7 separate regions of the Mus musculus genome follow, and all the other regions are linked to region 2. A link is a contact called in public Hi-C, HiChIP or PLAC-seq and Micro-C data. All regions are on one chromosome and are shown on one strand. Each heading gives the region's core, a stretch centred on a gene start, on an enhancer-like site or on the middle of the called end of the contact. The rest is flanking DNA. Distances are from core to core; before and after follow the strand shown.

The links. Hi-C and Micro-C count contacts between places; a contact is called where the count stands out from the background. HiChIP or PLAC-seq counts read pairs in DNA pulled down with a chosen protein or histone mark.
Region 1: a contact with region 2 is called in an H3K27ac HiChIP or PLAC-seq map of VIP interneurons, with 11 times the contacts expected there. The contact joins the promoter of Mvb12b here to the promoter of Pbx3 in region 2. A contact is called at or near these places in 10 of 39 promoter capture datasets (the 3T3-L1 cell line, the HPC-7 cell line, cranial neural crest and 5 more), 5 of 484 Hi-C or Micro-C datasets (cerebellar granule neurons, cortical neurons and embryonic stem cells), 15 of 115 datasets of contacts at active chromatin or transcription factors (SST interneurons, VIP interneurons, astrocytes and 11 more) and 5 of 9 other capture datasets (adipose tissue, embryonic stem cells, embryonic tail and 2 more).
Region 3: a contact with region 2 is called in a Hi-C map of the N1E-115 cell line, with 16 times the contacts expected there. The contact joins the enhancer-like site here to the promoter of Pbx3 in region 2. A contact is called at or near these places in 9 of 39 promoter capture datasets (the 3T3-L1 cell line, cancer-associated fibroblasts, cranial neural crest and 5 more), 8 of 484 Hi-C or Micro-C datasets (the AML12 cell line, the G1E-ER4 cell line, the N1E-115 cell line and 5 more), 18 of 115 datasets of contacts at active chromatin or transcription factors (the 230-238 cell line, the NIH/3T3 cell line, acute myeloid leukemia and 13 more) and 2 of 9 other capture datasets (adipose tissue and pancreatic islet).
Region 4: a contact with region 2 is called in an H3K4me3 HiChIP or PLAC-seq map of embryonic stem cells, with 6 times the contacts expected there. The contact joins the promoter of Gapvd1 here to the promoter of Pbx3 in region 2. A contact is called at or near these places in 1 of 39 promoter capture datasets (the 3T3-L1 cell line), 1 of 484 Hi-C or Micro-C datasets (embryonic stem cells), 2 of 115 datasets of contacts at active chromatin or transcription factors (embryonic stem cells and pancreatic cancer cells) and 1 of 9 other capture datasets (adipose tissue).
Region 5: a contact with region 2 is called in a Micro-C map of embryonic stem cells, with 9 times the contacts expected there. The contact joins the promoter of Rabepk here to the promoter of Pbx3 in region 2. A contact is called at or near these places in 1 of 39 promoter capture datasets (neural stem cells), 2 of 484 Hi-C or Micro-C datasets (embryonic stem cells and muscle stem cells) and 2 of 115 datasets of contacts at active chromatin or transcription factors (both in embryonic stem cells).
Region 6: a FOXA1 HiChIP or PLAC-seq map of pancreatic cancer cells shows a contact between it and region 2. The contact joins the promoter of Hspa5 here to the promoter of Pbx3 in region 2. A contact is called at or near these places in 2 of 484 Hi-C or Micro-C datasets (both in embryonic stem cells) and 4 of 115 datasets of contacts at active chromatin or transcription factors (effector CD8 T cells, embryonic stem cells, memory CD8 T cells and 1 more).
Region 7: a contact with region 2 is called in an H3K4me3 HiChIP or PLAC-seq map of embryonic limb bud, with 4 times the contacts expected there. The contact joins the enhancer-like site here to the promoter of Pbx3 in region 2. A contact is called at or near these places in 9 of 115 datasets of contacts at active chromatin or transcription factors (embryonic basal ganglia, embryonic forebrain, embryonic hindbrain and 5 more) and 2 of 9 other capture datasets (embryonic tail and embryonic trunk).

What each region holds. Positions count from the first base shown.
Region 1 is chr2:33,886,430-33,889,653 of GRCm38.p6, forward strand. Mvb12b (multivesicular body subunit 12B) reads right to left here and starts at 1,517. Exons shown (of 10, transcript NM_175184.4): 1 at 891-1,517. The coding sequence starts at 965.
Region 2 is chr2:34,370,213-34,373,661 of GRCm38.p6, forward strand. It overlaps Pbx3 (pre B cell leukemia homeobox 3), which reads right to left and starts at 1,833. Exons shown (of 9, transcript NM_016768.2): 1 at 1,509-1,833; 2 at 612-685. The coding sequence starts at 1,708.
Region 3 is chr2:34,026,196-34,029,820 of GRCm38.p6, forward strand. All of the region lies in intron 2 of C230014O12Rik (RIKEN cDNA C230014O12 gene), which reads right to left. Among named protein-coding and RNA genes, the nearest start is that of Gm39793, 65 kb to the left of the region's middle. Within about 2 kb of position 1,351, at least 40 of the 459 cell types and tissues checked have an H3K27ac peak or open chromatin away from gene starts, as enhancers often do. A contact at or near this core is called in the N1E-115 cell line, cerebral cortex, embryonic limb bud and 2 more, where this site is marked.
Region 4 is chr2:34,753,123-34,756,557 of GRCm38.p6, forward strand. Gapvd1 (GTPase activating protein and VPS9 domains 1) reads right to left here and starts at 2,110. Exons shown (of 27, transcript NM_001356441.1): 1 at 1,856-2,110; 2 at 1,144-1,437.
Region 5 is chr2:34,798,389-34,802,026 of GRCm38.p6, forward strand. Rabepk (Rab9 effector protein with kelch motifs) reads right to left here and starts at 1,524. Exons shown (of 8, transcript NM_145522.4): 1 at 1,363-1,524. The coding sequence starts at 1,380.
Region 6 is chr2:34,769,970-34,773,377 of GRCm38.p6, forward strand. It overlaps Hspa5 (heat shock protein 5), which reads left to right and starts at 2,121. Exons shown (of 9, transcript NM_001163434.1): 1 at 2,121-2,177; 2 at 2,260-2,477; 3 at 2,590-2,821; 4 at 3,201-3,338. The coding sequence starts at 2,353.
Region 7 is chr2:33,918,907-33,922,080 of GRCm38.p6, forward strand. No RefSeq gene overlaps it. Among named protein-coding and RNA genes, the nearest start is that of Gm39792, 12 kb to the left of the region's middle. Within about 2 kb of position 1,350, at least 35 of the 459 cell types and tissues checked have an H3K27ac peak or open chromatin away from gene starts, as enhancers often do. A contact at or near this core is called in embryonic limb bud and embryonic tail, where this site is marked.

The sequences.
Region 1 (3,224 bases), core at 267-2,766, 480 kb before region 2:
TTCTATAGGGCTTATCTTCTAACTTTCCCAAGGCAGCTGATAAGATTCGCCAGCCCTGTTAAAGGGAGATAGGATCCAACCAGCTGTCGGGAAACATAGGCGATTACCCCAACAAGGCATCACCAGAGACAAAGGCCCTGAAAGAGGAGCCTTGCCTGCTGTCTGCCAATGTGGCTGAAATCCAGGCGCTCTGGGTCTCCCGTGGGGGCAGGGAGTAGGGGCTATGGCCATTTGCCTTGGGCCTGCCTTGTCTTGCTGAACAGGTCGTTGGGGTCAGGGGACAGAAGAAACAGGCTGATAATTTAGGGACAGCTGTGTGCTAAAGACAAAGAAAACAAAGATGCTCCTGGCTCTACCTTATTCACTGTGTCTGTCTCTGAGGATGTGGTCCCTGGTGCGGTGCTAATCAGTCCCTTGGGCTTCACTTGCCCTGGCTGGAGTCATTGCAAGGGGAGGCTAATCAACATGCCCACCACGCTTCCTGGATGGCTGGTCACCTTGCAGACAGGTGCCCTACAGTTCGGGTGCCCCCAGGTAATGATGTCTGAGGGTCAGGTGCGCGCTCATCCGCACCCACGTGACAGCTGAGAGCCGGACCCCAGGCCAGGCGAGTCAAGGGAACTGTCCCCAGCGTGTGCCCCGGTGGAGATCGTCGCCCCTCACCTGGCTCCACCCTCGGAGCGCTGCTGCGACTCGAGTCCCCAGCTCGCTCCCGCCGCAAGGCCGAGCCGGAGCCCCCCGAGAGCCTGCGGCACCGCGCCGGGCGGAGGCCGCCCTCACGGGGCCTGTCCCCACGCGGGGCTGGGCGAGCCGCCCGCAGGCCTGGGCCCGGCCGGCTCCTCCCGTGCCCGCCCGTCCCCGCCCGTCTTCCCGCGCGGGCCTCACTTAACTGTTCCCCGCTGGGGCGGCGGCGGCTGCGGCGGCGGCGGGTCCCGGCTCCGTCTGACGCAGAAGCAGCTTCTCATCGCCCGGGCGGCGCGGGAGGAGCCGGGCCCGGGGCCCAGGCGGCTGCAGCCGGCGCCGCAGCTCGAGCGCAGCCTCCCCGGGAGCGGCGGCGGCGAGGGGCGGGGCGCGGCCTGGCGGCGGCAGCGACGGCGGCGGCGGCAGCAGCGGCTCGGGCCGGGGCCGGGGCGGGAGGGGCGTGCAGCCTGCGGCGGAGCCCGGGAGCGCACCGCCCTGTGGCCCCCGGTGCCCTCGGTCCCCGCCCCCAGTCGGCCTCCGCTCGGCTCTGCTAGGCCTCGCCGTCCCCCTCGTCCACCGCTCAGCCCAGCTGTAGGTCCCTGCAAGACGCTCTGACACCCAGGCCTGCAGGCCCGGAGTGGCCCTTTGCAGAGACGCCTTCCCACCTGTCCCTTGTAGGCTTGACTGCACCCCGGGGCGATCCCCTCTGCTCTGCCCACAATCCGGCTAACCTAATGCGGTGCAGCCGGGCCTCAGACTGACCCCACTCTCAGAGCAGGTCTCAGCTTGCCCCTCTTGCTGGGCAAATGATTTACCCACAGAGGCCTGGGGGCAAGCCTTGAGGAGGGATCTAGTGTAGCATGCCTGCCCTTGCAGTGCCTGGGGAAAGGTACAGAAGTCAGGAAGAAATGGAGCAGGACCCTCAGGCTGTAAGAAAAGGAGGCATCAGCAGCCTTTGATCCCTGAACCACCTGCCCCTACACAGCCAGGCCTGCAGGCCCTGGAGGGGACATGTGCTAAACGGGATATTTAAAACAGAGGATCACACGGTAGCCGGCTTGGATTTGCTCAGGCATCGGGACTCATAGTCACACATCCTGTGCTTTTCCAAAATAGTCAGCTCCTGAAGCAAATGGTGCCAAGCAGGCTGTCAAGGAAAAGATCCCGTGGGGACAATTCTCAAATGTGTGCATACAATCCAGGTACTTGTGTCACTCAGAAACACCACTGATCCAAATGGGTTTATAACAAGTCCAAACGCACCATAAGGAAACAGACAATCTGTGTTCTTAACTGGTACAGAGCCCAGCACAGTGGTGCTCCATTTAATTCCAGCCCTTGGGATGCAGAGGCAGGCAGATCTCTGTGAGTTCAACACCAACCTGGTCTACATAGTGAGTTGCCCGAAAGCCACAGAGGATTTGAAAAGAGACCTTGTCTCCAACAAAAACTTGCTACAGGCAAAAGAAAAAAAAAACATATTTCCAGGTTTATCATAACCCTGATATCAAGATCTAACAGAGATAACACCACCAAGAACTCAAGTGCAGAGTTCCAATCCCTAGAGACCTGAATATATGTGATTTTATGAAGAATGCTTGCTGTCTAACAAAGTAAGTGTTGTGTGACACCCATCTGTCCACCTTTGGGAGACTCTATGGACACTTCTGGGAAGTCCCATAGTAAGACAAGACAAACAAAAGCCTGGTTCATTTGTTTAGGCAGCCATTTCCCAGAATCATCTGGGCCAAGAAAACCGCTCTCCCCAAAGCCTACCCGTTAACTACCCATGATGAGAATCAACACCATATCTGACTGTACTGGTTGGTTTGTGTGTCAACTCGACACGGCTGGAGTTATCACAGAGAAAGGAGCTTCAGTTGGGGAAATGCCTCCATGAGATCCAGCTGTGGGGCATTTTCTCAATTAGTGATTAAGGGGGAAGGGCCCATTGTGGGTGGTGCCATCTCTGGGCTGGTAGTTCTGGGTTCTACAAGAAAGCAAGCTGAGCAAGCCAGGAGAAGCAAGCCAGCAAGGAACATCCCTCCATGGCCTCTGCATCTGCTTCCTGACCTGTTTGAGTTCCAGTCCTGGCTTCCTTTGGTGATGAACAGCAATGCGGAAGTGTAAGCCAAATAAACCCTTTCCTCCCCAATTTGCTTCTTGGTCGTGATGTTTTGTGCAGGAATAGAAACCCTGACTAAGACACTGACATACATCATACATACATACATACATACATACATACATACATAGCTGTTGCCTATTAAATAAAATTGTAGCATTTTCTGATCCACTTGGCTGTTAAAACCAGCTCAAACTCTTCTACAGTGGTTCTCAACCTGGGGTGGTGGGGTTCACATATTAGATATTTATATTATGACTCATAAGAGTAGCAAAATTGCAGTTATAAAGTAGCAGTGAAATAATTTTATGGTTGGGGGTCCCCACAACAGGAATAGCTGTATGAAAGGTTCTCAGCTTTAGTAGGTTAAAGGTTGAGAGCCACTGCTCTATGATCAAGCAACATTTAGTCCAGAATT
Region 2 (3,449 bases), core at 583-3,082:
ACATTGAAGCTCAGTTTTACAAGTGTAGCAGTTGTAAGACGGAGGCTATAATAGAAGTACTAATAGGCATGATACATTGTATATGCCTAAGCACATGATTTTCCTTCCTGGATTCCTAAAAATCTTCCCACCTAAAGCACCAAGTCCAGGGTATTACTGAGGTGTGTTCGGTTGTGACTTCTACCAGTAGAACCGAAGCTTAAAACTGTCTAAGTAAAACAAAGTTCTAGTGACGCCTCTCCAGGGGAACCGGTCCCTGGCATCCAGTCTCCCACCGCTCCTTTTAAAAAATGCTACACAGGCAAAAAGAGATAGGAGAGGGCAACTAGCTAGAGCCCCCTCCCCGACTGAAACCAGGGACTACCTCCTAGGGAACTGCGACCCAGCTCCATTCTCATATACACTTCATTTAGTACCAAAGCAGAATTGAGAAATAGACTCCAGATTTATTGCAGGTTTGTTTTTTTTTTCTCAAGATCAGGAGGTGGGAAGCAAAGAATGATCAAAGATGGCGGTGCCCAAAAGCAGCAGCTCTCAACTGGAGAGTCGAAGGAGTAGATCTGACCCCACCTCGGGGGTCTCCAGGCCCACTGTGAGCAGCAGAGTCTTACCTGTTTTCTCTTTGATCTCACACAAGACGCTGAAGAGCGCCGGTTTCATTCTGTGACAGTTCAGAGCATGTTTCCTAAAAAACAAATAGCAAAACACAAAGGTATTAGCATCACCTATTGGAATAATATGGCGCCTTCCTTTAAGTTAGACCCAAGATTTAAAACCGGCCCCCAGTTTGGAAAAGCTCCTTTGAACCACGGGAAGTCAACAAAAACTCAAGTTTACTAGTTCGCAACTGGCGGCAAGCTCTAGCGGCTGAGAGCTCCAGCCCGATAGCAGCGTGACCCATCTGCTGGCTCGACAGAAGCCTCGGCGTACACAGGAGTGACCCGTGCATGAGGCTCCGCTCCGGGGGCCGCGGCGGGACCCAAGGGACCAGACCGGAGCGGAGGGAACCCCAACGCCCAAGCTCCACAAGAGGAGCGGGCGCAGCGGCCAGCGGGCGGCTAATAATCAGCGGGTGACAGCTCCGCAAAGTTTGCCAAGCGGCCCTCCCTCTAGAGAACTTGGCGCTCCCGCACAGGGTTGTGCGGGGAAGCAGCCGGTCACCCCGGACTGGGCCGAGGGGAGTGGGTGCCCGGAGTCTGGGCAGGCGGAGAAAGTTGCACTTCCCTGCGGTGCGGCCACGGACCCGGCTGGGACGCGGAGCGCGCTGGGGTCCGAGCGGGAGGTTTAAATCTGGGGAGGGGGGCGGGCAGCAGGGCACGGACGAAGCAATGATCGAGTTTGTCCCGAGCCCGGCGAGCAACTTTGCCCGCGCGATGGGGGACACAGCAAGTGCCCGGCGGGCGGAGAAAGTTCCCGCCCGCAACTGAGGCCCGGGTCCCGGGAGCCAGCCGGGACCCGAGCCCGGCTCCCGTACACACACAAAAGATGCTTAATGAGACGACACCAACTTTGCTTGCGCCTCGTCCAAGCTCTGGTCGGTGATGGTCATGATCTGGTGGAGGATGTCGCCGATGTCCTGCTTCCTGCCGTCGCCGTCCGCCCCTTCGTGGCCGTGAGGGGGAGGCGGCAGAGCCATACCCCCCTGGACCGAGTGGCCGGCCAGGTTCACCCCGGCCAGAGTCTGCAGCATCCTGGATTGATCGTCCATCCCGCCGCGCGCGGGCGGGAGCGGGCGGCGGCGGCGGAGGCGAAGGCTGAGGCGGCGGCGGCGGCAGCGGCGGCGGCGGCGAGGGAGGAGAAGAAAGAGGGGGAGGGGGAGGGGGAGGCGGCCGCGCGCTCCCCGCCCGCGCGGGAGGGGGCGGCCTGGCCCGGCGCGGCCCGCGACTGAGGGGACGCGGACCGGCGTCCGGCTCCGGCTTCCGCCGCGGAGGAGACTGAGGACAGCGGCGGGCGGAAGCGGCGCGCTCGCCGGCGGAGGCGGAGGCGGTGGTGCCCGCTGCCCTCACGCGGCCGCCGCGCTGCCTCCTCAGCGCCCCTCGCCGCGCCGGGCGGCCCCGCACAACTTGGTCCTCAGCGCCAGCCGAGTTGCCGGGACGCCGCGGCCGCCGCCGCCCGCGCCAGCCAGAACGGTCCCCTCCCTCAGCCGCCTGCCGCCGCCGCCGCCGCCTCAACCGGGCGGGATCGGAGCACCGGCGGCCCCGAGGGAGGGAGCGGCGGCGGCGGCGGCGGGCTGCGGAGGAGGAGGAGAAGGAGGCCGACGGGCGGGCCGCGGGGAGCGAGAGGGGCGGAGGAGGAAAGTTTGGGAGCGGGCGGGCCGGCGCGGCGGGGACACGGAGCCCGGTGGAGGGCCCCGGCGGGCCGCACGCCGGGCGGACAGCAGATTGATGAGGCGGGAGAACTCGCCGCCGCCACCTCCGGTGCCGCGCACCCAGTCAGCAGCCGCTGTGGACCGGGCTCGAAGGCCGCTCGGCTGAGGGATTGACAGGCTGCCAGTGCCACTCACTCACTGCGGCCCCGGCGCCCGCGGGGGGAGGGGCAGGGAGAGCTGAAGGGCGGGGGAGCGCCCCGGATGCCCCGCCTCCGGAGGCGGAGCCTTCTCTCATTGGGCTTTGCGCCTCCCGCCGCCGCCACTGGCCCCGCCCCTAGAACGCAGCCCGTCCCCTCTGGCCTCTGCTGTGGGGTGCCTGAGAGCCAGCCCGGGAGCCTTATGGGCTACTCGCGCCGGCACTCCACAGATGGTCGGTCAGTCCAGCCAGCAAAGTGTTGTCCCCGGATCCTGCTCCTTCCCTATTATTAGCAGTTGGGGACTTAGAGGTGTTATATAGGACCGAATAAAGTGTACCCGTAGCCGACAGCGTGGTCCCCCATTGCATGAGATGAGCTTCACGCCTCGGACAGTGCCTGGGATACTTTCCCGCTCTTCATATCAAGAGGTGGTACCCTCTGGGCACAAGGCCTCAAGCACAGGGCCAATCGCATTGCGCTCAGCGCCGAACGAGGCGGGACAGAGCCAAGAAAGGGTTGTCCCAATTGGAGCGTTCGAAAGTCCTGGGCTGAGACCGGGAAAAGGGTCTAAAAGCCCTGCCCGTCCCACGGTCGCTATGGTAACCCGAACTCAGCACAAGGAGTTAGCGCTGGCAGTAGGGCCTTGCGCTGTCTGTCCCTCAAGGAGTGACCAGTTAGAATGGGAGCCTGTGGTTTCGCATGGACAGAGCTCTTCTCTGAAAAGCTAGCAAATGGAAAGGTCACAGAAACATGTCACCTGGAGAGAGTGAAATCCAGGACTATTTTCTAAGCTAACTGCGCTTTGCACACTCGACGAGTCCTGGAGATCCGGGGACTACCCTGGCAGGTGTGCGGAACCTGCGGAGAGCGAGACAATAGTCTTACAGACAAGTTTGTTTAGAAATGGACTGGACTGACAAATTGACCCCTTCGGCTGTAGTCAA
Region 3 (3,625 bases), core at 101-2,600, 340 kb before region 2:
TGTTTTCCTTGGGGTATGTGTCCAGGAGGTGAAGAGGTCACAAACACTCGGACAGCTTCTGTGCTCCTCAACCCCTCCCTCTCTTTTCCCGGGACTGCTGAAGTCACAGCTCCTCCAATTGGGCTTCATCCTGCCTCCTTTTGGAGGGTAAGAGGTAGTAGAACTTTCTCCTGGCCCACCCAACCATACCAAGTCCAAACTGGAGCCCCTGTCCTGTCCTGGTGGCTCTCATCAACACGCTCTTTGCCTACAGATCGAGCAAATAGCGGTTCATGAGGTTCAGGTATCCGTTTCTCCCTACTGTACCCCAGGGCCAGAATTCCCAGGGGAATGGCCTCCCTGATGGCCCTGTTCTCTCAGTAAATACCTTTGCCCACTGCTTAGAAGATCTAGTGTCTTCTACCCCTTCATCAACTGTGCCTTTCATGGTCACCAACAGTGTTGCTCAGACACGTGACCCTGTTCTTCTGAGTCCCAGAAGCGTTGACTCCACCCTCCTCTTGAGACACTCCAGTGTAGTGACTTTCCTTCACCATCTCTGCGACTCCATTTCTGCCTTCCGTCTCCACCCTCTCAGCGTCCTTCAAGATGCCCCTCCCCTACTTTCCCAGTGACCCACCCCTCTTCCTGGCCAGCTAACCACGCATGGCACGTGTTCAGCTCACCGTCGTACTCTCTCCTTTAACCATGTTAGCTAACCTTAAGTATGTCCGAAGCTCCTTTTTCTAATCTGTGAAGTAGGGTAACTGCTAGCTGCATGCTAACACTAACCTGGGGGTACATGCCCCCTGGGTAGGGCACAAAGGGGGCACCCGATGAACCTGACCCCTGGTGGTAGGTTTTATTATCATCCTTCTTGGTCATCTGGAGGGAGAAGGCTACACGAAGGAGGTAAAGCCATCACACGCCACACAGTCTGTGGGACCTGTTGAAGCCCTCCCCACAATGTGGAAGGGGAGATTTCTGAGCTCAGACAGGGACTGTGGGGAGGAGTCAGGGATTCGGGGGGAGGAGTCTACTCTCCAGCAATGCGCAAACTCTGTGCTCTTCTTGTTCCTCTGTCACCAGGGCCTATATTAAGATCATCAAATGTCAGCACAGACGCTTTAACTGCTAATGTGAGTGTGAAAGACAGGTGGATTGCAGGTGTGCTGGTGGGAAGAGAGAAGTCAGGAGGTAGAAAAAGCAAGGAGGGGGCAGAGGGTGAAGGTAGAGAAGCCGGCTTCAGTTCCGTGGGAGCCACAAGATGTGTGTTGCGCGGCAGACAACAGACCTGTAGAGACAGGATCAGTCTGTGGGCTGCTGGCTCCAGGGGCAGCCTGGATAGGCTGGGCTGTGGGTACAGCTCTGGCTCTATGAGACTGCAGGGAGTCTGGGCTTCACACCCCTGCAGCGACTCTCACTTAATGAGTGAAAGGCAGTAGGGTAAAGAGCCCCCCTCTGGAAAACAGACTGTCTGCAAAGGCGGCTGTCAAAGCGAGGCCCCGTTGCTAAGGGAACCGCCTGGGAAGTCAAGAGATGAAGTCACCCCACCTCTCCAGCAAGCTTGAGGTTCAGAAGGGGCCTGGCATTCCAATCCATGTCTGCACTGGTGCCTCTCTGGCCAGGCTTCCGAACCTAGGCGGGGCTGAGATCTTGCCTTCCATGACTGCCCACGCCTGGCTAGTCATTAGTCCAATGGTTGACCAAAGAAACTTGGCTAAGCACTAAGAGGCACAGAGGCTCAGGAGAGCCTGCAGGAGGTCAGTCTGGTACCAAAGGGGCCACAGCACCCCAGGGACTCAGGACTTTAATTAAATCCAGAGGGAAGCAGCTCTAAGCTGACGTGAGGATGGAACCCTTAGGATAGGCAAGAAAACTACTGTCTTAGATGCTTTACTACCATGACCAAGCCAACTTGGGGAGGAAAGGGTTTACTTAGGGTCTGCCTCCACATCATACATCACTGATGGGAGTCAAGACAGGAACTCAAACAGGGCTGGAACCTGGAGACAGGAGCTAATTGCAGAGACCATGGGCAGACGATGCTTACTGGCTTGCTTAGCCCGTTTTCTTCTAGAACCCAGGATCACCAGCCCAGGAATGGCACCACCCACAATGAGCTGGGCCTTCCCCACCGCACCCCATCCCCCATCAATCACTAATTAAGAAGGGTTTATTTAGCTTATGCTCCACATTACTGACTACAGGTTTGCCTACATCCTAACCTCATGGAGGCATTTTCTCAATTGAGGCTCCTTCCTTTCCAATGTCTCTAGCTTGTGCCAAAGTAACGAACCAGCTGGTTTAATAAAACTAGCCAGAACAAGCACTAAAGTTTGAACACAGCCAGCCTCAGTGGGGGAGCCTTGAAACTTACAGAGGTGGCTTCTCTCCAGAGAGTCTGACATCTGCGGGGAGCAATCCAGGACAGCGTGGTCTTTCATCCCTACACTCATGGCTATGCTCATGGTCCACCAAGTCTGAGGACCCCTGGGCATGGCCCTGTCTAGACATCCCAAAGACCTACTTACTCGTTTTGTTACTATATGAATATTTTTATAAAGGAAAGCAGAAGACTTGCTTAGTCTCCGGTGGAGGCCATGTTGGCATTATACCCCCAATCAGGTCTTGGGAAGATCTATTGAAAAGAAGGAGCCTTGGCATTGGGGCCAAGCAGAACAGACAGCAAAGGCAAATCCTTGCTGCCATGCCCTCCCCAGGTAACCTGGGGGCAGTTCCTCACAGTCCTTATGCCTGAGGGTCAGTGTGAACATAGGGAGTAGATGTGGGGGCGTCTAGAGACGGTGCACACACAGCTGTGCATGACAACAAGACTCAGTAGTGATGATATCATGATCTTGAATTCCCGCCTCTCAGAGGATGACCCAGTCCTTTCCTGACACAGGTGCCAGCTTTCAACTCCCTTGGCATGTACCCCTTGCCCTTTGAGTGAGTCACAAACAACTTCCTCTCAAGACATGCTGAGTGGCTGGCACAGAGATGGCCAACCTGCCCTTCCTCCAGGAAGCTTCCAGTCTTAAGACTGGGGGTAGAAAACACTAGCAATGCAGACGCCAGGCTAGCAATGCAGGCACCAGGCTAGCAATGCAGACGCCAGGCTAGCAATGCAGGTGCCAGGCTAGCAATGCAGGCACCAGGCTAGCAATGCAGGTGCCAGGCTAGCAATGCAGGTGCCAGGCTAGCAATGCAGGTGCCAGGCTAGCAATGCAGGCACCAGGGTCATGATGCTCACAATGGAGCCTCCCAGCTCCCTGCTGCTTTGTCCCTGGCCCTGGCCCTCAAACACGCTGTTCCCTGTCCTACCAGCTCTTGGAAAGCAATATTGGAAACCAAATTCATGGGCTAAGACTGGACTCTGGCATTAGTCAGATGGGCACCATTCCAGTCCACACTCACGGGCCTGGAAGTGGGAGATGCACCTCACCTCGGTCTCGCAGCTGAGAACACGGGGCACACTGAAGCTCTGGCACGCAGCTAAGATGTGCCCCACCTGCACTGCACCTGAGAATTTGTGTCATAATTACTCCTTGTTCTCCTTGGCTCATGATGGAGCCAGTTCCTCTGCACTCAGGAAAAGGTGAAAACCAGAACGGGCCTGTGATCTAGGCAGAGAGTGAGATTG
Region 4 (3,435 bases), core at 860-3,359, 380 kb after region 2:
GAGTTCCAGGACAGCCAGGGCTATACAGAGAAACCCTGTCTCAACCCCCCCACCCAAAAAAAAAAAGCAAAACTCCTATCAGTACAAAGGAAACCAATTATACTGACATATTATGAAATGTAAAACTGACATGTATGTATAGCTACATCTTATTACATAAGATAAGATATAGCAGAAACTCACAGACTCAAAGAAATCCATCAACAAACATGATATTTTGAGAATGCTCCAACTGTAAACATAACACAAAAATATCTGTAAATTCTATTGGTGACAAACTCACAGGGATTGCTAATACTACTGTGGTTTGGTACTTGTTTTTATAACTAAAGGCAACAGTTTCAATTACTGGTTTGTAAATAAAGGTGTAATTTTACCTTCATTCTCACTAAAGACATTCTATCTACATTCAATGCACCGAGGAACCACGAGTTGGAAGCTCTAGTTCCCAGACCTCATCCTTTTTGCTCAAACTCAAAATTTTCATTTTATTAAGTTTAATTTAATTGAGTCTTAACGTTAAAAAAACCAGAGTCCTCGTCGTTCCTACCGCTTATCTGACTCCTCACCTTATTTCACTTTATTTAGAATTATGCCTTGGATCCCGCTCGTTTCTGAGGTCTATCCAGGCAGCACCCGTGACAATTCTGTCCGTCAATAAAAGTCGACAATTGAAAGAAGAGAGATGGACAGAACGGACACTTCAAGACCACCAGCAGCAAGTGCACAGACGCCAAGCCCGGCGCGCGTTTGCGGGTGCACGGCGTCCCCAGCCCGGAGCGTCCGGCGCGTCCCTGGCGGCGCTCCCAAGCCATTCGGTCCGCTCCTGGCCTCCCGGGCTCGGCTGCCCACCTGCCCCGGACGCCCACAGAGGCGACCCGCGCTACTGCGCCCCTTCCCGCCCCGTCGCGCTCCCACCCCATCCCCCCCATGCGCCCTGTGTCCCCGCCGCCTCAGGCAGGCTGCCGGAACCCGCACGCCGCCACCCCTCTCGCGGGGCCCGGCCGCGCGGCTTCCCACCCGAGCGACGCCGGGCACGGGGCAGGCCCGGGGCCCGGGGCGGGGCGGCCGTCAGGCGCGGGCTGCGGTGCTAGGCCAGACGGCGGGGCACGCGGTGCGGACCGGCCGGGGACGCGCACTCACCGGTGAGGTCATGCGGAGGACGGCGCCCAGGTCCTCGCTGGACTGCCTCTCGGCCTCGGAGCCGTCGCCCTCGCTGCGAACTGCCACCGCCGCCCAGCCGCCGCCACAGATCGCCAGTCGGTTTCCCTGCCTCCTGCGGCGGCGCTGCCCCCTCAGCAGTGCGCGTGCGCGGCGCCGCGGGGGCCCCTGGGATCGGTGGTCCGGACCACGGCCGCCCTTCCGCTCCCGGTCGCGAACCGCCTTGCCAGGACCTGTACGCCGATCCTCCGCCCTCACGTCTCCGTGTACCTGGTGCTAGAGAAGACGGGTGGAAGAAAAATGACACTCCTCTCTTGCTCGGAACATCATCCAATAGCCAGCCTCTCTCTCTCTCTCTCTCTCTCTCTCTCTCTCTCTCTCTCCTCTCTCTCTCTCTCTCTCTCTCTCTCTCTCTCTCTCTCTCTCTCTCGCTCTTCCCCTTTCACTTAAAAGCTATGCCAATTGGACGGTATCTTCATTTTTAACTTATAAATATAATTTCCCACTTCTCGTTTTGTCGATTTTTATTGTAACTGTGTTATTTAAAAATAACATTACATTAAATAAACTGTAAACTGTGTTACATTAAATAGGCTTAGGTCGGTTTTGTTTTTTCAAAAAAAAAAAAAAAATGAAAGGACGCGTCAAGTTAGCAGAAGTGAACAGTCCCAGAAACCTTAGAGCTAGAACATACCTTAAAGGTCATCGGTGCAGCTCCCACCCAAGCAGGAATGGCCTCCACGTCTCACTTCTGTTTCGGATGTTCCAGTATCAGCTCACTACCTCTCAGGAGTACAGCCTGCTCCTCTCTGTTGCACAGCTCTAAATGTTAGAAAGTTCTGCCTTCTGCTGAGCTGAAATCTGCTTCCCTTGTCTTTCCTCCCTTTGCAGGTAGTTATTCTGCCTGGAAGCAAGGAGAATTGGTTCCCACTTGACAGCCCTTTAAAATATTGAAGACAATGAATATATCCTGCAACACCACGAGTCTCATGCTCCGCCCCCAAGGTGGGGGGAGGGGGAAGTGAAAACTCATCTTCCCAACTATTCAAACATAAATCAGATCCCAGACAGCTTTCCACCCGTCTTCCATACACCTCCTTTAAAAATCATCAGAATTGAACTAGCATGGTAGCTCTCACCTGTAATCTAAAACCTTTGGGAGGCTGAAGCAAATGTCTCAGAATTAGACAAAAGTTTAAACCAGCCTGAGCTACACAGGATGTCTAGACCAGCGGGAGCTATCCTTTGAGACCCTGCCTCAAAAGGAAATTCTTTTGTCACAATTTGCTTCCTATTTGCTACTTTGTTACAATAGCATTGTGGGTATCAAGTAAAATGTCTTTGGTACCATGTTGCCATTCAACAGAGTTCAATTAAAGATTATCAGTCGGGTCTGTTACATTGTACAAAGCACCAACCAGATGAAAAAGCAAGTGGATACAATTTACAATATAAAGTGGAGAGTATCTCCCATAGATTGAGTTTTGTAACAATAAACTAAATTACAAAGTGCTATGAAGAATTACAAAGTGTTATGAGATTCCAGAGAAAGAGACCATATTGAATTAAGAAATCAAGACCTAGGCTGAGTTTTGTGGCCCATGACTTTAATCCCAGCAGTTGGAAGGCAAAATCAGACCAATCTCAGAGTTCCAGGATAACCAGGATTATACAGAGCCCCTGTCTCAAAAGGCCAAAGAAGAAAAGAAAGAAAGGAAAAGAGATTTGGCTGTGACTAGATTCCAAGGTAGATGAGTCAGGATCCCAGCACTCAAGAGGCAAAAACAGGCAGGCGGAGGCAAAAACAGGCAGGCAGATCTCAAGGCTAGCCTAGTCTACAGAGCAAGTTCCAGGACAGTGCTACACAGAGAAATCTTGTTTAAAAAAAAAAAAAAAAAAAAAAAGGAAAAGAAAAAGAAAAAGAAAAAGAAAAAAAATCCAGAAAAAGAGAGGGGGAGGATATAAAATTTGTAGACTGCATAAGGGAAAACCCCCTTGAACAGAAGATTGTGTTCAAAGGCTCCAGAGCTCCAGAGCACAAAATCCACCTGCCTCTGCCTCCCAAGTGCTGGGATTAAAGGCTTGTGCCACCACTGCCCAGCTTGAAGAAAGGCTTTCAAAGACACAAAAGGAAACCTTCAAGTAAAGGCATTTGCCACCAAACCGAACCACCAGAGTTTGACACCAAACACCCCACATAGGGGAGGAAGGATAAATGACTCCTGCAATATTTTCTGACCACCACTGTGGCAAAAACTTGCCCCCCATAAACAA
Region 5 (3,638 bases), core at 274-2,773, 430 kb after region 2:
CTGTGATTTCTATGCCTGCCTAGTCTACATAGTGAGTTCTAGGACATCTAGGGCTAACCCTGCCTCACCTTGGCCCTAGCATGCCATAGAAACCAAGTTTTCTGGTCTCTATCTTTTTGCTGTTATTTTCGGACAGGATCTCACTCTGTGGCTTTTTGGGGCCTTGCCTGCAATACTGGGCTTTCTGTTGCTCCTCTGACTTTCATAACTTGCACTGCCTCACCCAGTGGGAATTTAATAAAATTAACAAGCATTCTGTGGTAATTACTGCCGCCCCTATCTTTCCTTCCTGTAAATTTTCACACTGCTAGTGGATATTTAAAGCCAGTTTCAAGGAGTTGGCATGGCTCTGTGGTAGAGTGTCTGTTTAGCATGGGCAAAGCTCTGGGTTCAAGTCCCAGAAAATTTCAAAGGTTATTTAAAGAGATTACCCCTTTCCAGTCTCTCAAGTTACTGCTCCTGCCTCAGGGATTAGCAATATACATCACATACACCCTCGGCAGGAAGGCTTAATCAGGACTTGGGTTTAGACCACAATATATATGACTGTATCCATTTAACCACCATATTACAGGAGTCATTCTGAACGTAATTATCTTTTCTTTTAAACTCATTACTCATTTAGAGACACGGTCTTATGTACCTTAGGCTAGCCCCCACTCATTATGTAGCCAAGGATGACCCTGAACTTCTGCTTCTCTTGCTGCCACCTCCCAAAAGCTGGAATTACAGGCAAACACCACCATACCTTTTTATGCCTTCTGGAGATCAAACCCAGGGCTAAGTTCTCGATAGGCAGGCAGTCTACCAATTGAACTACACCCTTACATCCCTGAATGTAACTATCTATTTAAAAGTCTGTAATCGGCCAGGCATGGTGGTGCACTACATGGCACTAGAGAGGCTTGAGGCAGCAGAGGCCAGCTTGAGCTACACAGTGAGACTTGTCTCAAAATAAAAGTAACAGAAAAGTATCGAAACTAGATTCCAAAATGTTAGCATGTCCGGCCTTCTGATTCATTCCGATAACTTACCAATGGACCTGCAGAGTGTAGAAGTGAAGGACAAACGAATGAAGAAAGGGAATTAAAGGAGAGTTGGGCCGATGAGGCCCACAAGCGGGCTAGGCTAATGACCACAGGGTCAGCCCAGAGCTTAGAGGGGCCGGCGTGGCGGGGACTCTCCTAGCCACCTCCTTTGCGTCCCCTCTGCCGGCCACATCTCCGCGCGAAAGAAGTCGGGGTCAGGGAGAAATGGCTGCCAGCTTTCCCCAAAACTGACCGGCCGGAGACCATGGGTACTACCCCTCCCACCCAGTTCAAGCCTACTGCCTTAAGAGACCTCCAGCCCAGCACCTATTACCTGCCGCAGCCCCCGCATGTCCTGGACGTGGCTCCACCCATGGGGCGGAGCTTAGGAGCCCGTCCTCTTCCCCAGTCCCGGAAGCGCGTCCAGGCCAACCGCTCTACGCCTCCGGGTCTCCGGGACTACGCGCCAAACTTAGTCAGGGCCTCCCGGAACTCTGCGTACTGGTTGGCATCCGGTCCATAACTCCAATTTCGGGTCCCGACGGAGTTTGTTACAGCAGTCCTTAGTAGTGACTTCTGAAGGGGAAGGATGGGTTGGAACTCACGTAAGCCAGGCTGACCTTGAATTCTGCTTCAGGCTCCCGAGTGAGATTTCCTGCATGCCATAGGATGCTAGGTTTTGCCTGTGCAGGTTTGAGGTTGGTTCAAACTGTGGATCCTAAAGCGGGTTATTTCCATAATCGCTGTTTGTGGTTACAGCACGTTCCAGACCACAGGCCCTGGGCTTTCCGGGAGCTCACAGGCTGAGCAGAGAGATTAAACACGAAGGACAACTAGGAGGTCCTATTGTAAACGCTGAAGAATAAAAAGTTCATTGACACTGTATGTTCTTGGGGAAAGTTATTAATACTTTTGGTGTCTTCTCTCAGCGACACACAAATTTTAAGATTTCCATAGAGGTTGTAGTCGGGAATTTTTATGGAGGCCCAGAGCTGGTCCTTTGTAAAAGCCGTGATTATTTTTATCTAGACACAAACTACCTCTGTTGACAGCTTCATCTGCATCCTCTCTGATCTATGTCCTAGCTATAGGTGCCCCGTGACTTTCCTAAAACAAAGATAGCTCGCCTATGTGCCTATGTGTGAACAGAGTACCATACTCTGAGCTCACTAACTTCCCTCAGAACTCAAGACAGCCTAGAAACAGAAGTAGTGTGTCTTTAGTGGGAGAGGGAAGACAGACTGGCTTCAAACAAGCTCCCGCACTAAATGGGAAATGTCTGACGAGTCTGCTCCTCTCTGAACCCTAGTTTACTCATAGATAGAATGGGAATAGCAATATCGGAACACAGCTGTCTAGAGAATTTACTAGTGCAAGTAAAAGAAAAACTTGGGTTTTAATTTTGAGACAGGGTCTCATGCAGTCCAGGCTTGCCTCCCATCTCACTGTATACCTGAGGATGGTCTTGAACTCCTGATTCTGCTGCCTCCACCATACAAATGCTGTGATTTACAGAAAAGATTTACAATGCTCCCACTCCAATTTATTTATTTAGTTACTTGAAAATATAACCAAAATTCATGGACAAAGTAAAATTGGGCTACAGCTCTCTTCACAACTTTGCCATTATATTTCCAATACCTGAGTCTTTGTGATTGCCTGTAATTATCAGAAAGCTCCCATAGACTGCCAAAGAATTTAGAGGTATGCACTCACTCTGCTTTCTTTTTTTTTTTTTTTTAAGATTTATTTATTATATGTAAGTACACTGTAGCTGTCTTCAGGCACACCAGAAGAGGGTGTCAGATCTCATTACGGGTGGTTGTGAGCCACCATATGGTTGCTGGGATTTGAACTTGGGACCTTCGGAAGAGCAGTCAGTGCTCTTACCCGCTGAGCCGTCTCGCCAGCCCCTCACTCTGCTTTCCTTCTGGAGAGAATCAGGGCTAGGTTGGCTCTGCCATGTGCCCAACATATATTTAGACAGCGAGTCCTTCTCAGAGCTCCAGAATGTGCCTTGGGCCTTTTGGTTTGGATTACACCAAGAAGCCATGCTGGAAGGGTATATTATCAAGAAAAAATGGACTATCAGATGGTTTACATTGTAGAAACCAATTCATTTAGACTAGAAATCACATTCTAAGTTCTTGGAGGGATGTTTGAATTCTGTTTTTAAAAATGAGAGTCAAGGGGCTAAAAAGATGACTCAAACAAACCAACCAAGACAAATTCTTTTGTTTTGTTCTTCTTTTTTTTTTCTTTAAGATTTATTTATTTTACGTATATGAATACACTGTTGCTATACTCGGACACACCAGAAGAGGGCATCAGACCCCATTACAGATGGTTGTGAACCACCATGTGGTTGCTGGGGATTGAACTCAGGACCTCTAGAAGAGCAGCAGTCAGTGCTCTTAACCGCTGAGCCATCTCTCCAGCCCCTCTTTGGTTTTTTTCGAAACAGGATTTCTCTGTGTAACCCTGGCTGTCCTGGAAATCACTCTGTAGACCAGGCTGGCCTTGAACTCAGAAATCTGTCTGCCTCTGCCTCCCAAGTGCTGGTATTAAAGGCGTGAGCCACCACCGACCGGCCACTTACTCCAACTTTAA
Region 6 (3,408 bases), core at 871-3,370, 400 kb after region 2:
TGACTGCTGTAATATATATACAGACAAGCTTGAAATGACATGAAGTTGTAATGTGGTCAAGTAGTGATTTCCATTTTTCCCCCCTTTGAGGTAGGGTCTCAACATGTAGCCTTGGCTGTCTTTGTACTAACCAGGCTGGCCTCTAACTCAGAGAGATCCCCTGCTTCTGCCTCCTACGTGCTGAGACTAAAGGTGTGCACCAGTAGATTGGGCTTAGTGATTCTATCTTAATACTAGTCTGATGCAACCCAAAGGAAGATCAATGTTATGACAGTATTACAAGCCTGACTGAAAGAGCTGTGTGATGCAACTTCTATAGCAAGGATGGAGTTGACTGAGTCACTAATCTTTGAGGAATGAGAAAGGAAAAAAATTCCTGAACACTGATTCATAGGCTCAACATTTTAGTGACTGTGCGTGTGATGTTTTAGTAGTATTTGCACAGTGTACTTATGAAGCTCAGAATACATTTAATAGGAATACTGGAGTCATTTCCTGCCTGTAATAAATGGCCCAAGTAGCCTTCATAAGCATGTCTATAAGGACTTGGGGTGCAGAGATGGTGGACCTGAGAGTTCAAGGCCAGCCTGGTGGACATGTTGAGCTCCAGGCCTGGAGACAGATGTCAGTTGTGTAGCATGCATAGATGCAAGTCCCATGGTAGTACATGCCTATGCCTGAAGTTCTCAGCACTTGGGAGGTATAGATAGAAGAAACAGAAGTTCAAAGTCATTTGCTACACAGTTTGAAGACTGGGGGTGCATGAAATTTGTCTTTAAACAACAAAAAAGGGTGGTGGTGGTGGGAATCAATAGTATAAATTATGGAGTAAAATCAACCGGGTTATTAACTATATTCTCAGCACTTATCAATCGACCATTCTAGCTATTTAATCGCTCTTGGTCTCAATGGTCTCTTCTGGAAAATGGGAAAAATGTACCAAGACTTGAATATGAATAAATGACACATGGAAAACACATAGGAGGATCAGTAGTTATAGACCAGCTTGGGCCTGTGTACAATGCCTCTCAAAATACATAAAACAAAACAATGAAGTACATAATAAGCTCAAGTAGTAACTTGTTTTGTTTGTCCCCCAACATACTATTATAAAAGAGTAAAGCATCAGCAAGACTTTTTTGTCTGCTAAACGTCTTTAGCATTATCAGCCCTATTCCAAGAGTCGAATAGGGTGGTGTCAAGAAGGAAGAGGGAAAGAGGAAGGACTTATAAATAATAACCAGTGTCATAAATGGAAATGCTATGCTAGAACAGGTTAGCGAACAATAAGGCGCTACGAGAGAGAGAGAGAGAGAGAGAGAGAGAGAGAGAGAGAAGAAAAGATACATCTCATGGTGGAAAGTGCTCGTTTGACCATAGTACTGAATCTCCGCGGCGGAGAAAGGGAATAGGTTACAATTGGCCAGGCCAATCCTGGGACTTAACCCCGGCAAAGGGAAGATTCGAAAGGCCTGGAAAGACACATACGGCTAGCCTTGGGGTGAAGGAGAAACACGGTTAGCTGAGAAGCACCAGGATTCTCAGCGAGGCAGAATCCAGATCAGGCCCCAGCTCGAGACGTGCAGGCCGGGCGAGTAACAGGGCCTGGACTCTGGGACATCCGAGAACGTGTGGAGGCTGGGGAGGGCGATCACAGCTGAGGCCGGGCAGCTCAGGACGCGGGGAATCGAGGAGGAGAAAGGCCGCGTACTTCTTCAGAGTGAGAGACAGAAAAGGAGACCCCGAGGGAACTGACACGCAGACCCCACTCCAGTCCCCGGGGGCCTGGCGTGAGGGGAGGACCTGAACGGTTACCGGCGGAAACGGTCTCGGGGTGAGAGGTCACCCGAAGGACAGGCAGCTGCTGAACCAATAGGACCAGCGCTCAGGGCGGATGCTGCCTCTCATTGGTGGCCGTTAAGAATGACCAGTAGCCAATGAGTCAGCCCGGGGGGCGTAGCAATGACGTGAGTTGCGGAGGAGGCCGCTTCGAATCGGCAGCAGCCAGCTTGGTGGCATGGACCAATCAGCGGCCTCCAACGAGTAGCGACTTCACCAATCGGAGGCCTCCACGACGGGGCTGTGGGGAGGGTATATAAGGCGAGTCGGCGACGGCGCGCTCGATACTGGCCGAGACAACACTGACCTGGACACTTGGGCTTCTGCGTGTGTGTGAGGTAAGCGCCGCGGCCTGCTGCTAGGCCTGCTCCGAGTCTGCTTCGTGTCTCCTCCTGACCCCGAGGCCCCTGTCGCCCTCAGACCAGAACCGTCGTCGCGTTTCGGGGCCACAGCCTGTTGCTGGACTCCTAAGACTCCTGCCTGACTGCTGAGCGACTGGTCCTCAGCGCCGGCATGATGAAGTTCACTGTGGTGGCGGCGGCGTTGCTGCTGCTGGGCGCGGTGCGGGCCGAGGAGGAGGACAAGAAGGAGGATGTGGGCACGGTGGTCGGCATCGACTTGGGGACCACCTATTCCTGGTAAGTGGTATCCGTCGAAGGAGGAGGGGGTGGGGAGGAGTGGGGCGTGGCCTCCGGGGCCAGCGTGAGAAAGTGAGGTGCTGATTCCTTTTCTGTGGGGTTTCCCCGTCAGCGTCGGTGTGTTCAAGAACGGCCGCGTGGAGATCATAGCCAACGATCAGGGCAACCGCATCACGCCGTCGTATGTGGCCTTCACTCCTGAAGGGGAGCGTCTGATTGGCGATGCGGCCAAGAACCAACTCACGTCCAACCCCGAGAACACGGTCTTCGATGCCAAGCGCCTCATCGGACGCACTTGGAATGACCCTTCGGTGCAGCAGGACATCAAGTTCTTGCCATTCAAGGTCGGACCCGTTTTTTTTTTCTCATGCTAATGGGGCGGCTGGGGTGATAGGAGTATTTAGGGGTTGCCACTTGGCCAAAAACACTGTTCAAAGGACTTAAAAGAATGTGTTCGGAATTTATGTAACGGTTTTACATCTAGTCGTTTTTAGTGTGTTATAAAACATGACACACTGTTAACAATGTCTAGAAGTTGAAACAGACTAAAACTGTCGATCTATCTACAATACAGCTGTGCTCAGTTTTAGTTGTGATTTCCCCCTAAGGGACAGAGATGAATCAAGCTATGGGAGGGAGGAAATGGATTTTTTTTTTTAAATCGTTTGTGGTGTCATTGTTTCCTCTTCGGAAAAATTACCTTTAAATTACTTTATGCCATAGGTGGTTGAAAAGAAAACTAAACCGTACATTCAAGTTGATATTGGAGGTGGGCAAACCAAGACATTTGCCCCAGAAGAAATTTCTGCCATGGTTCTCACTAAAATGAAGGAGACTGCTGAGGCGTATTTGGGAAAGAAGGTGAATAACGTGTGAAACAGTGTTGAGTGTTTGATTGCTGTTGCTCCCCCTCGATGACTTGTGTAGGGAA
Region 7 (3,174 bases), core at 100-2,599, 450 kb before region 2:
GGCTATGGGTGTGAGAGGCTGGCTCTCTCTGAACCTATTAACAAGCCTTTCTCATAGTTCCTCAGTCCCAGGAGAGGCCATCTGACTGGCCTGCCAGGGGTCATAGGTTACGAGCCCCACTATGATTGGCTCCAGTGGGGTCATATATTCTTTTCTGGTCAAATGACTCAGACGGGGGTGATGCAATAACACAATGTGGCTTCAGAGGCAGCAGAAGTGTCTGGGGGAATGGCTTTCCCCCCATAAATAACTTTGCCTGGAATTATTGAGTTCAAGCCTTGTGTAGTCATTATGTAGCATCAAGAGCTCTTTGTTACACATACTAAGTGCATTTGACCCTCACAACCCTGTGAAACCATCTCTAGCCTCACTGTGAAGAAAAGGCTCAGAGACTACGGGAGCAGCCCTGTCTCACATCTTACGTCTCTCAACTGGTTCTCTTGCAAGAAAACTGTACTGTGAAGGCTGGGGTACCTTCTCTCAAAGCCTCCCCTTGCTGATCTCTCTGCTCTCTCCTGCTTATCGGAACAGAACCCTGTGGCCTCGTGCTGTCTGAGGGTCATGAGCCATTAATTCACACACACACACACACACACACACACACACGCTCACCTCCATTCGTTCAGTGTATAGTTCCCAAGTACCTGGTTCTGTACACCACTGAGACCCCACTTTCCTGTGCTTTATTGTCCAGTGGGGAAGACAGACATTAAACAGATAATGACACTAATAATTATTTCATTGCGATTGTTAGAGATGTTATGAAGAAGTCCAAGGGGGCTCCGAGCATTTATGACCAGAGAAGTGACTCAGGAGTGTGTGTGTTGGGGGGGGGGGGGGGGAGACGGGACCAATACCACCAGGAAGGCAGTGTTAACTGGAGTTCTGGAAGGGTAGTGAAAATAGAAACTGACCGGAGGAATAGGAAGGCAGAAAACAGTGCTGACAGCAATAACAAGATTTGGAGGCTCAGACAACTTGGTCCAGGAAGCCTGGACCAGGGAGACAAAGCTTAGGAGGGGTTCCACAATCTGATTCTGCCCTTCAGGCAACTCCGCCTGCATCCATGCTTCCGGCCCAGGCTGTCTTATGGAGGCACAGCACGGGCTGGAGCAAGGGGTTTGGGGGCAGTTGTCTCTGCAGAGGCAGCAGCTGCAAGCAGCCGCTATTCTCTGGCCGTTCTCTGGCTCCCAGGTCAGGAGGAGGGAGGCAGCAGAGGACGCGCCTAGCACGATTTTTATATATGTGTGGCCATAATATTTAAGTGTCTTGGCTGTAAGCCTGAGACTAGGTCCCCCGACAGCCAGGCCTTGCTCCACACGCTCTAACAGCTGTCTGTAAAACCCGTTTATGGAGTCGCCATAAATTTCCCAGATGCTGCAAACCACAGGACCTGGGACAAAGAGTCGTAGGGAGGGAGGCGTGGGAGAAAATGGTGGCCTCTGCATCTCTCCCAGCTTGTCCTCTGGGTCCCCTAGCCTGCCCCCTGCCCACCTGGGGCCGCCTTACCCTAAATTCTTTTATTGAAGCTGATCTGAACACTGACCCCGTGGGGCCTGGCTGGGCAATCCAGCTCAGCACGGATGCCGGCGCTCTCAAGATTGCGGCAAAAGGTGCCGTAAATCAGAACTAAGTGTCATGATAGTGATTTGAACTGACACTGTTCTCACCTTGTCCATTTACCGGGAAATATATAACAGGAATAGATTGAGCCTGTCATATTGTACCTGAAAAATACAGCTGTTGGGGAGGAGAGGCAGGTGGCACCACGGCAGGGTCCCAGCGGGCAGTGGGGTGCTTAGCGGTGGAGGAGGAGGTGGGGGTGGGGGGTTTGTCAGCATTCCATTGGACTGAAAGCTTGCTCTCCAAGTCAGGGCACAATGGCCTGACCAGCCTCCCAGGTAGCCATGCCCCACTTGTTACAGAAACCCACCTACCCCTCTCTACTGCCCTGAGGGCTCCACCTGCCCAGGCCACAGAACTCTGTGTGTGTGTGTGTGTGTGTGCCCACACTTGCGCACACGTGTGTGGTGTGTTGGGATGAATGAAAGTGTTCTACTACTGAGTCACACCCTCAGTCTTAAAATAAGAAACCAAAATAAGAAAAAGCCTTTTAATTCAGGATATACATATAGAAAAGCACACAGATCATAAATACATTGCTTGGTTAATCTTTCCAACCAGACAAAACATACCTGAGCTCCTGACCCTCAAATACAGAAGCCTTACCCCACCCCCACTCCCAAGAAACTCCCAGCAGCTCTCCCCACAGGAAAGGGCTGATGATGGCTGACACCGCCTCAGTTTTATCCAGGGTGGCTGAGTGAGGTCATTTTGAAATTCCCACCTGTTATTTGGGTTCCCATAGTTGAAGAAGAGCCTTTTGTCTTCACTATGCGAGCTGCAGCTCAGTGACAGGGAACTCGCCCGGGCAACAGCTGGGCTCCCCTGAACCCTGAAAACACAAGGACCATATTAACAATGGAGAAGAGAACCTGCAGAATGGCTCAGTTGTAAATGCTTACTGTAAAAACCTATCCCCTGCACCCATGTGAAACATTGGGTGTGGTTACACACTCCTGTAGCCCTAGCTCTGGGAGCTGCAGGTAGAGAGAGGTAGAGCCAGGATCATCCATGGGGCTCACCAGTTTAGCCCAAAGCTCTGGGTTCTGTGAGAGACACTGTCTCAAAAAGTAAGATGGAGGGAAATTGAAGATGTGTGTCATAGACATCTGGCTTTCATACACACACACACACACACACACACACACACACACACACACACACACAGAAGGCAAGGAAGAGCATATCAAGAGCACCATCAACAGATGCTGTTGCTGTCTCTTCTCCTCTGGAGGATTCCAGTCTGACTCCAGAGGAGAGATGGGGTGTGGGAAGGCAGGGTGGGACTGGAGTCAGGAAGGGTCTACCAAAGGGGATCAAGGTATACAGAGTTCTGAACTGTGGCTGGGAGACAAGAGGGTGGAGAGTTATAGGGGCTCAGGCTTGGACACAGGGCTGGGTTGAGTGCACTGACTGACGAGGAATGGCCCCCATAAGCTCTTATATTTGAATGCTTGATTATCAGGGACTGGCTATACTTGAGAGGGATTAGAGAGTGTAGTGTTGTTGGAGTAGGTGTGGCCTTGTTGGAGGAAGTATGTCACTGAGGGT